Linked DNA regions of Mus musculus: region 2 is linked to region 1. A link is a contact called in public HiChIP or PLAC-seq data. All regions are on one chromosome and are shown on one strand. Each heading gives the region's core, a stretch centred on a gene start, on an enhancer-like site or on the middle of the called end of the contact. The rest is flanking DNA. Distances are from core to core; before and after follow the strand shown.

Region 1 (6,242 bases), core at 45-2,544:
CCGATCTTCTATGGAACAGATGCTGAAAGGCAGCTCCAGGGGCTGGACTTGGGCCCCAGTTGGTGCGGCCCGACAGCCCTATCCTAACCCTAAGAGACAGGGCCTGTTTGTAGGTGGGGGACAGAGGTGCTGACTGGACAGTGAGTCAGCAAACCGGCCAGTGCTGCCCAGCCCTGGTTCAGGATCAGTCTCCTGGAAGAGGATTAGAGGATTAGCTACCTGAATCACAGGACTGAGAGCCGGAGGGTCAGGGAACACAAACCCATCAACTGGCTGGTCCCGTGTCAGGCAGCCCAGGCTGAGAGACCGGAGGCTGTGTCAAAGCAGAGCAGATGCAGAGGCTGAGGTCTCTGCACTGGGGTACCCATGTCTGCCAGAGGTGGAGGAAGTTAGCCTGTTGAGCCAGCCTCAGTGCCCATTGTTCCTATATGAGACCTGGGGCCGGCGGGTAATTTCAGCCACTCGCTGGATCAGTGGCAGCTTGGCTGGGGCTGTCTTGATTGGGCAGAGGCCAGCCTTATTTGGGTAGTGATGATTCCTAGGAGGACTGAGGCATGCTATGTCGTTCTTGCAGGTGGGGGGTGGGGTGTCCCACGTTGGCAGGACCATGCTAAGGACTGAATAGTGACAAGGCCATCAGGACCCAGGAGAGCTAGGCCTTGGAGCTAGCTGGTTCCTAGCTCCTGGAGAGAGAATCTGGCTGTACTGGTCCCAGACTATAGGGACCCTCCTGCCACTCTTTGCAGCCATTGGCTACACTGCTCCTACACCCTGCTCTTACCTGGGGCCAGGTTTTCCCAGAGGATTGGCAGTGTGAGGGAAGACAGGTGCTAGTGGGTTATATGCAGCCCAGTGAGTGAGGCCCCTTTTGTTAGCATGAGCCCCACTTCAGGTGAGGTTGATGGCTCCTCTCTTTCCCTGCTGGTTGAAGAATATGTTCCCTCAGGAGTCAAGAGGACTTCCTAGTTTGGAATTTAAGGGACATCACTTTGGGTCGTGAGACTGGAGTTGGTCATAGAATGGAGGCACATCAAGGTAACTGAAGATCCTAGACTTTCAAGTCACAGAAAGGGGCCAATCTGAACTGCTGGACTTCGGAGGCACTTGAGTGGGTTGGGAGTGGAGGAGTAATGGAGACCTGGTGAGGAGGTGCCTACTTGGTTAAATTGGCCTCTCCTGGTGACACTGAACGAGGAGGAAGAGGGTAGAATGTGGTACAGGCGACTGGCTAGTCTCAACACCATCATGCCCTTCATTTCTTGTCTTTTGTAGTCCCCCAACCCCACTGACATAATGGACCACTCCTTCAGCGGAGCACCCCGCTTCCTGACGCGGCCAAAGGCCTTTGTGGTATCTGTTGGCAAGGATGCCACGCTGAGCTGCCAGATCGTGGGCAACCCCACGCCACACGTGAGCTGGGAGAAGGACCGGCAGCCAGTAGAGGCAGGAGCGCGCTTCCGCCTGGCCCAGGACGGGGATGTGTACCGCCTCACAATTCTCGATCTGGCGCTAGGTGACAGCGGGCAGTATGTGTGTCGCGCGAGGAACGCCATAGGGGAGGCCTTCGCCGCCGTCGGCCTGCGAGTGGACTCGGAGGGCACGTGTGCCGAGCAGGCGCCCCACTTTCTGCTGCGGCCCACATCCATTCGCGTGCGCGAGGGCGCAGACGCCACCTTCCGATGTCGCGTTGGAGGCTCACCACAACCTGCTGTGAGCTGGTCCAAAGATGGGCGGCGCCTGGGCCCACCCGATGCCCCCCATGTGCGTGTGGAAGAACACGGGGAGTCGAGCGCGCTTCGCATCCGTTCGGCAAGGCCTCGCGATGGTGGCACCTACGAAGTCCGAGCAGAAAATCCGCTGGGCTCTGCCAGCGCTGCCGCCGCTCTGGTGGTGGACTCGGACGCCGAGGTTGCCGGACCACCCGGCACCTCCACCGCCACGCTCCTGGCGCACCTGCAGCAGCGGCGGGAGGCCATGCGCGCAGAGGGCATACCCCCTTCTCCACCCGGCGCTGGCACGCGCACCTGCACGGTGACCGAAGGCAAACACGCGCGCCTCAGCTGTTTTGTGACCGGCGAGCCCAAGCCCGAGACAGTGTGGAAGAAGGACGGGCAGCTGGTGACCGAGGGCCGGCGACACGTAGTGTATGAGGACGAGCAAGAGAACTTCGTCCTTAAGATTCTTTTCTGCAAGCAGTCCGACCGCGGCCTCTACACCTGCACAGCGTCCAACCTCGTGGGCCAGACCTACAGCTCGGTGCTGGTGGTCGTGAGAGGTGAGCAAGCTTGTAGCCCCACACATGCGCAGGGCTGAAGCTCTTTCTGGACAACCCCCTCCTCCCCGCACCTCGTGCGTTCACTTGAGCACCAGCTGCGTTTCCAGGAGATGACCTGGTGCAAAGATCTGCTAAGGTCGCGTGGCTACATCCTGAGTTGGAGGTCTGAGCGGCTCTCTCCTTCCTCAAAACACACTGGCGATGATGGCCTCTGGCCTGAACCATCGTAAAGTCCCAGTCACTACCTCTACATCCCTCCCTGCACACCCCTACCTCACGTAGCGCCTGCTATTGTTTCTTCCGTGTTCCACTTTCTCCTCTTACTCTCCACTTTGTCCCATCAGCTCACCTATTCGACCATGTCCCTTCTTCATTTTTGGTCCCTTGGTCCGTTGAGGACATACTCCCCCCCCCGCCCCCCCCCCCAACTCCGATGATCCCTTGCCTCCTTCTATCTACTAGCTTCAGGTTCCCTGCTCTCTTTCCTCGCCACCCTCTCTGCTCGCTTGCCTTGTCCCTGGCCCTGCTCCTATCGGAGCCCTGCCATTGGTCCCTCTCTCTCACTGCTCTCAGAGCCGACGGTGCCCTTCAAGAAGCGGCTGCAGGACCTGGAGGTACGAGAGAAAGAGTCTGCTACATTCCAGTGCGAGGTGGCTCAGCCAGCTACCGAGGCGGCGTGGTTCAAGGAGGAGACCCGGCTATGGGCCAGCGCCAAGTACGACATCGAGGAGGAGGGCACCGAGCGCCGGCTGACCGTGCGCAACGTCTCGGCAGACGACGACGCTGTGTACATCTGCGAGACCACAGAGGGCAGCCGCACGGTGGCAGAGCTCTCTGTTCAAGGCAGGCGTGCGGGGCGGGGCAGGGCGCGGCCAGGAGTGCAAACAAGCCTGGGTGCAGAGGTGGCAGGCCTCTAGCCCAAGGGGTACTGATGACATCAGTTGAGTGTGGGCAAGAGGGCAGGTGAATGGGGCTGAGTTGAGAGGGACAGGGCAGAAGGGCCAGGATGAGGGACAGGCAGAGGGGGTAGGGCAGAGTGGATCTAGGATGTGGGGGTGGGGGTGGGGTCAAGTGGAGTGTGGGGGGTCAGGTTGACAAGAGGGTGCTCTCTGGAATTGGGGGGAAGATAGGTTGGGGTACAGTGATGGGGCAGATAGGGAAGAGGCATAGTGTACAAGCGGTTAGTCAGTAGGTGGGGAGGTGTGTAGTGGTGTGTGACTGGGGAGAGTTGAGGGAGGCTAGGGTTAGGGTTAAGCCTGGTTGTGTGTGTGTGTGTGTGTGTGTGTGTGTGTGTGTGTAAGAGTGAAGCAGGCGGGAGGATGGGGCTGGGTACATAGGAAGGTGGGTTGGAGGCCAAAGAATAGGGGGTGTGCAAAAGGAGTTTGGGGTCCACAGGGGCTTGTCTTACCATCTTGGCAATCTTCCCTCTCTAGGAAACTTGACCAGAAAGCTGCCTCGGAAGACAGCAGTGCGCACTGGAGACACAGCCATCTTTTGGGTGGAGCTGGCTGTCCCCGAAGGCCCTGTCCGGTGGCTACGGAACCAGGAGGAGATGGTGGCAGGGGGTCGGGTTGCCATCACTGCAGAAGGCACGTGCCACACACTGACCATCTTCCAGTGCACCTTGGAGGACATGGGTGAGGTGGCCTTTGTGTCTGGTGGCTGCCGGACGACCACCCAGTTCTGTGTATCAGGTAAGGGCCAGAAGGATGGTCTTTGGGTGGCTCTCCCTGCAGGGACACAGCTGCACCTGTCCTCGCCCCATGCTGTAGGCTTCCCTTACCAGTGGTGGTCCAAGGGTGGCAGAAAATTGTGGTCGTGTGTCCTCCACTCCAAGTTCCTCTCTTGAGAAGGGGACTTCCCACTGCAACTGGGTGGCAGCAGGTCTGGAGAAAGGCTTCTGAACCTATTGATGGTGGGTGGTACCATCCCGCCCACCAGAGCAGTGCCCAGGGGGAGACTCAAGGTCCATCAGTCATTCCCTTTCTGGTGACCCCAGGCTAGGGTCTGGCATGCTCTGAGAGATGCTCTCAGTTGGTGAGCTCAGCCTATTTTTCCACACAGCGCCCAGGAGGCCACCCCTGTACCCTCCTGCTGACCCTGTTGTAAAGGCCAAGACAGAGAGTTCTGTGACCCTCAGCTGGTCCGCACCACCCCATGGGGACCGCCCTGTCACTATTGATGGCTATGTGTTGGAGAAGAGGAAGCTGGGTGCCTATGCCTGGAGCAGGTGTCACGAAGCTGGATGGCTGGCCACAACTGAGTTTACCATCACTGGTGTGGCTGAGGAGGGGGATTTCCAGTTCCGAGTGTCAGCCATCAATCACTTTGGCCAGGGTCCTTACCTTGAATTTCCAGGGACCATGCACTTGGGTGAGTGAGTCCATTTAGTGACATCACAGGGGGCTGCCACCTGCCCTTGAGTTACCTGGCCCCAAAGCATGGTTCTGCCTCTAGGGGAGCCAGGATGATCTTAAGGGGACTCTCCGTGTAGGTTGGGAGATGTTGGGCATCCTAAGATAGTCCCACTGACACTGACCCTGTTCATAAGTCTCAGCGAGCTGGGCTTCGGCTACTACATCTGATTGGGGACTGGGAAGAGCAGGGGAAGATAAAGGCTGTACTACCTGTCCCCAACTCTCCCCTTAACGCTGCTTACTCTGCAGTCCCCATGCTGGCTGTAAAGACACCTCTGAAGGCGGTGGAGGCAGTGGAGGGTGGTGAGGTCACTTTCTCCGTGGACCTCACGGTGGCCTCTTCGGGCGAATGGTTCCTGGATGGGGAGGCCTTGAAAGCGAGCAGTATATACGTGATCCGTTGTGACCGCACCCGGCATATGCTCACCATCAGAGAGGTGCCCGCCAGATTGCATGGGGCACAGCTGAAGTTTGTGGCTAATGGCATTGAAACTAGCATCCAAATGGTGGTCCGAGGTAGGCCTGAGTCCCAGAGTCCCATTTATTTTTCCAGTGTGGTGGTGGGCAGGAGGGATAGTCTCTAGAGAAGGTTTCTAGGAAGATTTTTCTGGAGGCCATGTGATAAAGGGGGCAAGGTAGCTGGGTGGTTGGGGCTGTTCATCTCAGGCTGGCAGTTGAGGCTGGGCTTGTGTGTGTGTGTGTGTGTGTGTGTCTGTCTGTCTGTCTGTCTGTGTCTGTGTAAGATGCCTTGTGGTTGGACCACATCTCTCACTACCTCTTTTCTCATTCTCTCTTCTTCCTATCTCCTCTCTGTCTGCCTGTTTCTTTCTCGCCCCCATATCCCCCCCCCCCTACACTGGCTTTCCCCATGCTTTCTGTCTTTTCACTGGCACCTTGCGTTCACCTGTCCCTTCTCTTCCTCACTCCTCCCTCTGCCCCTCCCTTCTCTTGCCTCCCACTGACTTACTTTCCACGGCTGCTTCTTTGCTTCCAACCCACCCTTCCCCCCCCCCCGTCTCTTCCCTTTTATCTCTTTCTCTACCCTCATATCCCCTCTCCTCTCCTTCACTGCCTATGACTCCTTTTGCCCACCTTCTTGTGGTCTCTTTGTCCCTATTAACTTTCGTTTAACCACCCCTGACCTGTAGCGGCTCTGGGGCTGCCCAGCAGTAAGCTTCCTGCTGCGGCTGCCCGGGAGGTGCTGGCCCAGTTGCACGAGGAGGCACAGCTGCTGGCTGAGCTGTCGGACCAGGCTGCTGCTGTGACTTGGCTGAAGGATGGTCGTGAGCTGTCCCTAGGGCCCAAGTATGAGATGCAGGTGTCAGCTGGGAGGCGAGCACTGCTGGTGCGGGACGTGGCACAGGATGACGCTGGCCTCTATGAGTGTGTCAGTCGTGGGAGCCGCACTGCCTACCAGCTGTTGGTGCAAGGTGAGCACACGTGGGTGGTGGGGCTGGCATCGTGTCCTTGTGCTGCATCGTATGGTTCTGGATGTGTATTCTCTGTCCCGGAGCTCCAGGCATGGTCTGAGGGTTCTGGGCAGTGAGTGG
Region 2 (6,193 bases), core at 2,711-5,210, 220 kb after region 1:
TATAAAGAAATAAAAATTTACATGACAAGCTACATCTATCCTTTAGTAGCTAACTAGGTAAACTAACTGTCATCTATCCAGACAGTGGGATAATTCAGCCCCCAACAGAAATGATTTATAGGCATGGTGGTTTGAGTGAGAATGGCCCCCATAAGCTCAGATGTTTCAGAACTTGGCCCCAGTTAATGGGACTGTTTGAGAAGGATTAGATATGGCCTTGTTGAAGGCCATGTGTCACAGGGGGTGGGCTCGGAGTTTTCAAAAGCCCATGCCAGGCCCAGTGTCTCTCTCTCTCAGCCTGCAACTGGGTCTCTCAGCTACTTCTCCAGCACCATTTCTGCCTGCCTGCCTGCCTGCCACCATGGTTCCTGCCATGATGATAATGGACTAACCCTCTGAAACTGTAAGCAAGCCCCCAACTAAATGCTTACTTCTGTAAGTGGCTTTGGTCATGGTGCCTTCTCAGTAACTACCAGGCAAAGGTGAATCATGGAAAGGCAAAACCATGCATAGAAAGAAAAAAAGGTCCGGTTCTCCAGGCATTAAGTGGGAAGAGGGAATGCAGTGGACTTACAGGCATTGTGCAGTACCGACAAATAGATAACAACTCTCCCATGTCCACACCCCGAGCACCCAGCACTGGCGAGCCCTACACACTTGCTGCTGAGCCTGATTGCTCTTGCCTTTTCATTCCTGTCATGCTCCCTTTCTGGGCGTTCATAACCGAGAGCGCTATGACCGTGAGATGAGGTGTATTGAAGACCCAGGAGCTGGAGAGACATTTCAGTGGTTAGGAGCTCTGCTGCCCTTCCTGAGGAACTCTGGTCCCATTTCCCACACCCACATGGTGGCTCACAGCGACCATCTGTAACTCCAGTTCCAAGGATACTGCAGACACACACTGTACTTACACGCAGTCAGTATAACACTCATACACATAAAATAAAAATATTTTTTTAAAGAAAAAGTCTATGCATTTTCTGATTTAATTTGCCATCAACTAAAACTTCTCTAAAAAACAAAACAAACAAACAAACAACCCCAATAACAACAACCAAGATCCATTTAAAAACAACAACAGCAACAGAAAAGCCAGTATCAGGGTGGATCTTTCTTGCTTCCCTAGTGGATCTCCCTGCATCCCTATCCCTGCATTGTCTTGGAAACCAACATCCCTACGACCCTCTTGGCCAGGCTGAAGGGAGGATCTTCTCTGGCTCTGCCTGCATAGCCTTCTCCTAACATCCCTGGCACCCAGGGCCTGGTTCTGCTGTCTTTGAACTGAGCAGATACTCACCCAGCAGGTAAGTCTCTGTCACCTTCTCTGGGAGGAGGGGATTGGAGATGGAGCAAGTCAGGCCCCCCACAGCCGTATCCTGGGGAGTCACAATGGAGAGCAGGGCCACGAGGCCAGTGCTGGCTGAAACTGAGAAGTGACTCTCAGCAGACACTGGTTGTCCTTTAAGGTCCAGCCACTCCACCTTGGGCTCGGGGTACCAGCCTGCTGAGGTGCACTCGGCCCGGATGCCTTTGTCCTGGGTGTCAGTCACACGGATTCTGGGGGACGAGCCCCGCCCTGGAGGAAGGAAGAGACAGCAGCTCAGATCCTGCAGCTACAACTGGTGGGAAGGGATGGCTTGCAGGTGTTAAGTAGGTTCTATGAATCTGCATGGAGCACATCTGTGTGATAACATTACTAATGCAATACCTTCATCCCAAATAAAACGGTTGAGAGAAATGGGGGTGGGGGAAAGAAAGAAAGAAAGAAAGAAAGAAAGAAAGAAAGAAAGAAAGAAAGAAAGAAAGAAAGAAAAAAAAAAACAACCCAAAGCTTTCTACTAAGTATGAGAATGAGGAAGGAGCTAGGGTCTGTCACCTAGGAAAACTTCTCCATAGCCCCAAACAACCCAGTCTCTCTCCTGTCTCCCTCCTGTCTCTCACTTTCCCAAACCTCAGCAGTTTCAGCCTCTTTGTCATTCTCCCCATTTCTCTTTGTTATCTCTCTGGGCTCCTGACTTCCCTCTGTTCTCTTCTTCACTTTATTTCTGTCTCCTGTTCACTGTCTTCCTGTTTCTCCCTCTCTCCTTCCACTTCCCCCAGCTGTTCCCATGCCTTGACCCCCTCCCCCACATCTGTGCTCTCTTTCTGGTACAAGGGTGTGACATAAAGGCAGACGGAACTACACCATACACAGAGCTTGCAGGGAAAACAGCTTTGCCTAGAAGCAGGTGTCACCAAAGCCTCTGCAGCCTTAGGACTCAGGGCTCTGGGGACCGAGGTCTGGAATCCTGGCTGACACTGAGAGAAGCTGAGGAGTAGAAGACACTCCCCCCAACACACACACACACACACACACACACACACACACACACACACACACACACGAAACCTCACCTGCCACCTTCAGCCACAGGGTGGCCTGGCTGTGGGATGTGTACTCCTTAAACACACAGTGATAAGTCCCGTTGTCAAACACGGTGACGTTGTGGATCTTCACAGCAGCTTCTCCCCTGGCTACATGGCTGCCGTTGAATGAGGTCCTTCCCTTATATTCCACCATCTGCTCGTCATACACATCCTCCCCATTCTTGTACACATGCACGACTGACGAGGGCTTGTCCCTGTACCACCTCAGCTCCATGCCCTCAGCGCTGATGTTGAGTGACAGTTTGCAGGGCAACTCTTTGTCTTGACCAACTATGGCCAGAAGTGGGTGGGGAGGTCCAAGGACGAGGAAATCTGATTTTCCTTAGAGATGCAAAGGAAAGGACTAGGTTAGGTCACAGGCAGGAGGCAGGGGCTCCCCTTGTGCCCCCATTTTCCTCTTTGAGAGTTCCCTTAAACCCCAGCTTTGTTGGAAGCCCCAACCTGACGCTGGGCGCTCCTAGGGTCAGAAAGGGAGGGGCGTCCTACCGTTCCCAGAAGTCAGGAGTTGCAGGAAGATGAAGCTGACCAAGATGCTTGGCAGAGTAGCATCTCCAGGGTGTGCCCTTGCCATATCTATTGGGGACACATAGAATTAGATACACATTAGTTATGGTGAGAGAGAAGCTAGGGATCTAGTAGGAGAATGGAGAAACAGCTTAAGAGAGGTAGCTGCTTGTTCACCTACCACATGAGTTCTTAGTCCTAGAAACAGGGTCGTTCCGCACAGACCCCACCTGCAGAATCCCGCGGCTGCCCCTCTGTGTGAGTGAGGCTCCCTCCACCACCCACTCCTGTGTGACTTTATACACAAGCTCCTGCCCTTTGCAGGCACATGGAGAAAAACTAGCTCCAGTAGGCAACTCTCGGGTCATCAGAACCCTGTGACACCCTCCACTGTCTAACTGCCCTGAGACAGTTAGCAGAACCCTCCAGCTAGGGTTAGAGGACACAGCTCTCTCCTCAGCAGGATGAGGACCCCTCCCCCCCCCAAACTCAGGAATTTAGGGTAGTTAGCACAATCTGTTTGGAGAGTGTGTTTTGGTAACTGGGGGGCCAGTCCCAAGAAGCCCGTCCTGGAACAGCCTTAGGCTGCCCTTCATATCTAGTGTGTCCTGTAGGCAAGGGCTCTTGTGTGGCTCCATCTTGGCTTACTAGGGCAGCCACAGGTTCTCCCTGCCCATTGAGCATGTGGAGACATCCAACCCAAAATATGGAGGCGCGCCATTAAAGAGGAAAACACTCACTTACCTCTGAGCCGGCTGCCTGCTTTCCAGGTTCTGCTGACTTTGAGAGCGTCAGAGTTGGTTGGGTTCCCTGAGAATTTCAGATTGGCAGGGCACAAGCCAAGTGATCAAGCCTCGCCTCCCAGCGATATGAGAGGGGAACCTAGAAACTGAAGAACAGACAAGCTCACCAGCTTCTGTTGAGTCTGGTTACTGCCATCAGAAAATAATTAACTCTTACCTTCGGTAAGGGCAGTTTCGACAGGAAAAAAAAAAACCCTCCCTAAGGGGCATATGGCCAGCTGTACTGAGCATATAAGATAAAGACGCTGGGATGAGGGATAAGGGAAGGCACGGAGATGAGGGGAGGTGGCCTGTAGGAGGGTGGCAGCTGGGCCAACTTGGGGACATCAGGAGCCCAAAGAAGAGGACATCTATTATTCGTGCTGGGATCCTAGCCAGCCGTAGGAGTTGGGGAGTTCAGATAAACTCTGGTTATTGAGACCTTTGAGAGCAGCCACGTTGGTGCCGCTGCCTTTGGGAACATTGTGACATGGTATCGAAAGTGACAGGATTTTGGCTTTGGCTGTGGAGACTCCTGTCCAGAAATCCAGGGCAAACCCTTCCTCATCTCTTCCCTCTGCCCCATCACCGTAAGGTCCTGGAAGCTTCACCGGAGCCAGTCTTACACCTGTCAGTTGAGTGAGGCACTGGGCCAGGCTCTATTTGACCTGGTTGTCCTTCTTATTGACTTAAAAGGGTTGGTGTCTCTAGAGACTTTGGGTAAGGGAGGGCCACTCGGCTCTGTGCAGGGCGGAGTGCTCACTTTAACTCAGCAGATGGTGTAGGACTCTTTTTTTTTTTTTGAGACAGGGTTTCTCTGTATAGCCCTGGCTGTCCTGGAGCTCACTTTGTAGACCAGGCTGGCCTCGACCTCAGAGATCCACCTGCCTCTGCCTCCGGAGTACTGGGATTAAAGGTGTGAGCCATCACACCCGGTGGTGTAGGACTCTTAGGTGCTCTAGGCCAGGCAGTAATAAGAAAGTCCAGGCCCAAGGTCTTTTCTGCTTGTCTCCTTGGGGTGCACCTTCTGGTAAACAAACACCAGGGGGCGCCACATGAAACCATGAGTTATGTTAGCTAGGCAGCAGTGCCCCCTGCAACTCATCTCCCCGATCCTGTGAGTCAGAACGGAGGACTTACACTATCTAGAGAAAGCCCTCAGCAGCCTGAGTGTTTGGTTTCAGACGGGGACAAGGGACTGAGGTGCATACTTTACACATCAAAGCAGCCCTGCCCTCCAGGTTCTCCCTGCATCCCTTAGTCCCTACCTGGCATACCCTGCCCCCACCTTAAACTTTCCTGCCCAGAGGCTGGGCTGTCCTTGCCCCAGAGGCTCCTCCCTATATAATCCAGACATTTTGGTCTCTTCTTCTCCTCTTCTCTCTCTCTCCCCTCCATCCCTTTTCCATGGCGACTTCCCTAGCCTCAATCCTTGGGGCCAGTGAACTTGCCCACCTGAGAGCAGCTTCCCAATAAACCTGCCTTTAATAGAATCTAATCTGGTTTAAATTGGCTCATTTCAGTGGCAGAGAAATAACTTATCACTGAGATTCCTCAAAAAATTAGAAAAAACACTACCCCATGAAGCGTCCCACCACAGGGAATGCACTCAAAGGAAATTATACCAGTATGTAAAAATGATGGATGCACTCCGAATGCACTGCCACCCTAGGGTTTTCATTTTTTTGTTTGTTTGTTTGTTTTGTTTTTCTTTTTGAGACAGGGTCTCTCTGTGCAATAGTCCTACCTGTCCTGGAACTCACTCTGCAGATCAGGCTGGTCTCGAACTCACAGAGATCCTCCTGCCTCTGCCTCCCGAGCGCTGGGATTAAAGGTATATGCCACCACTACCTGGCCAGCCCTATTCTTGATAGCTAAGAGAAATTAAATAAACCCACAGCACTGGAGGGTGAAAAGCTAGGCAGCAGGACTCTGCAACCAGAACAGAGCGAAACCTATCATTAGTAACAAGATGCACAGAACTGGAGATTTTTTATGTTAAGTAAGATGAGCCAGGCACAGAGAAATGAGCACAGCACTAGCCAACTCATACATGGCAGCTGAGATGTTGATCTCAGAGAAGGTGAAAGTAGAATGCTGTGGAACAGAGTTTGGGACCAAAGGGGTTGATCGATGGATGCTGAGGTAAGTGTTAAATAGCAAGAAGTGGTGATCTGCTAACACAGAGGATCTGTACTGACTACAGAGCATCTGTATTGATCACAGAGCATCTGTACTGATCACAGGAGATCTGTACTGATACAGAGGATCTATACTGATCACAGGGGATCTGTCCTGATCACAGAGGATCTGTCCTGATCACAGAGGATCTGTCCTGATCACAGAGGGTCTGTACTGACTACAGAGCATCTATATTGATCACAGAGCACCTGTACTGATCACAGAGGGTCTGTACAAGATTAGACAGGAACAGTAGGACAGGGCTGGAGAGATGGGCCAGTGGCTCAGAGTACTTGCTG

Evidence for each region. HiChIP or PLAC-seq counts read pairs in DNA pulled down with a chosen protein or histone mark.
Region 2: a contact with region 1 is called in an H3K27ac HiChIP or PLAC-seq map of embryonic stem cells, with 2.5 times the contacts expected there. The contact joins the promoter of Btnl10 here to the promoter of Obscn in region 1. A contact is called at or near these places in 1 of 39 promoter capture datasets (embryonic stem cells), 1 of 115 datasets of contacts at active chromatin or transcription factors (embryonic stem cells) and 2 of 9 other capture datasets (liver and pancreatic islet).

The regions. Positions count from the first base shown.
Region 1 is chr11:59,131,427-59,137,668 of GRCm38.p6, reverse strand. It overlaps Obscn (obscurin, cytoskeletal calmodulin and titin-interacting RhoGEF), which reads left to right and starts at 1,294. Exons shown (of 104, transcript NM_001171512.2): 1 at 1,294-2,275; 2 at 2,849-3,118; 3 at 3,709-3,969; 4 at 4,340-4,648; 5 at 4,942-5,208; 6 at 5,841-6,122. The coding sequence starts at 1,294.
Region 2 is chr11:58,915,675-58,921,867 of GRCm38.p6, reverse strand. Btnl10 (butyrophilin-like 10) reads right to left here and starts at 3,960. Exons shown (of 6, transcript NM_001363414.1): 1 at 3,676-3,960; 2 at 2,914-3,000; 3 at 2,395-2,748; 4 at 1,298-1,576. The coding sequence starts at 2,998.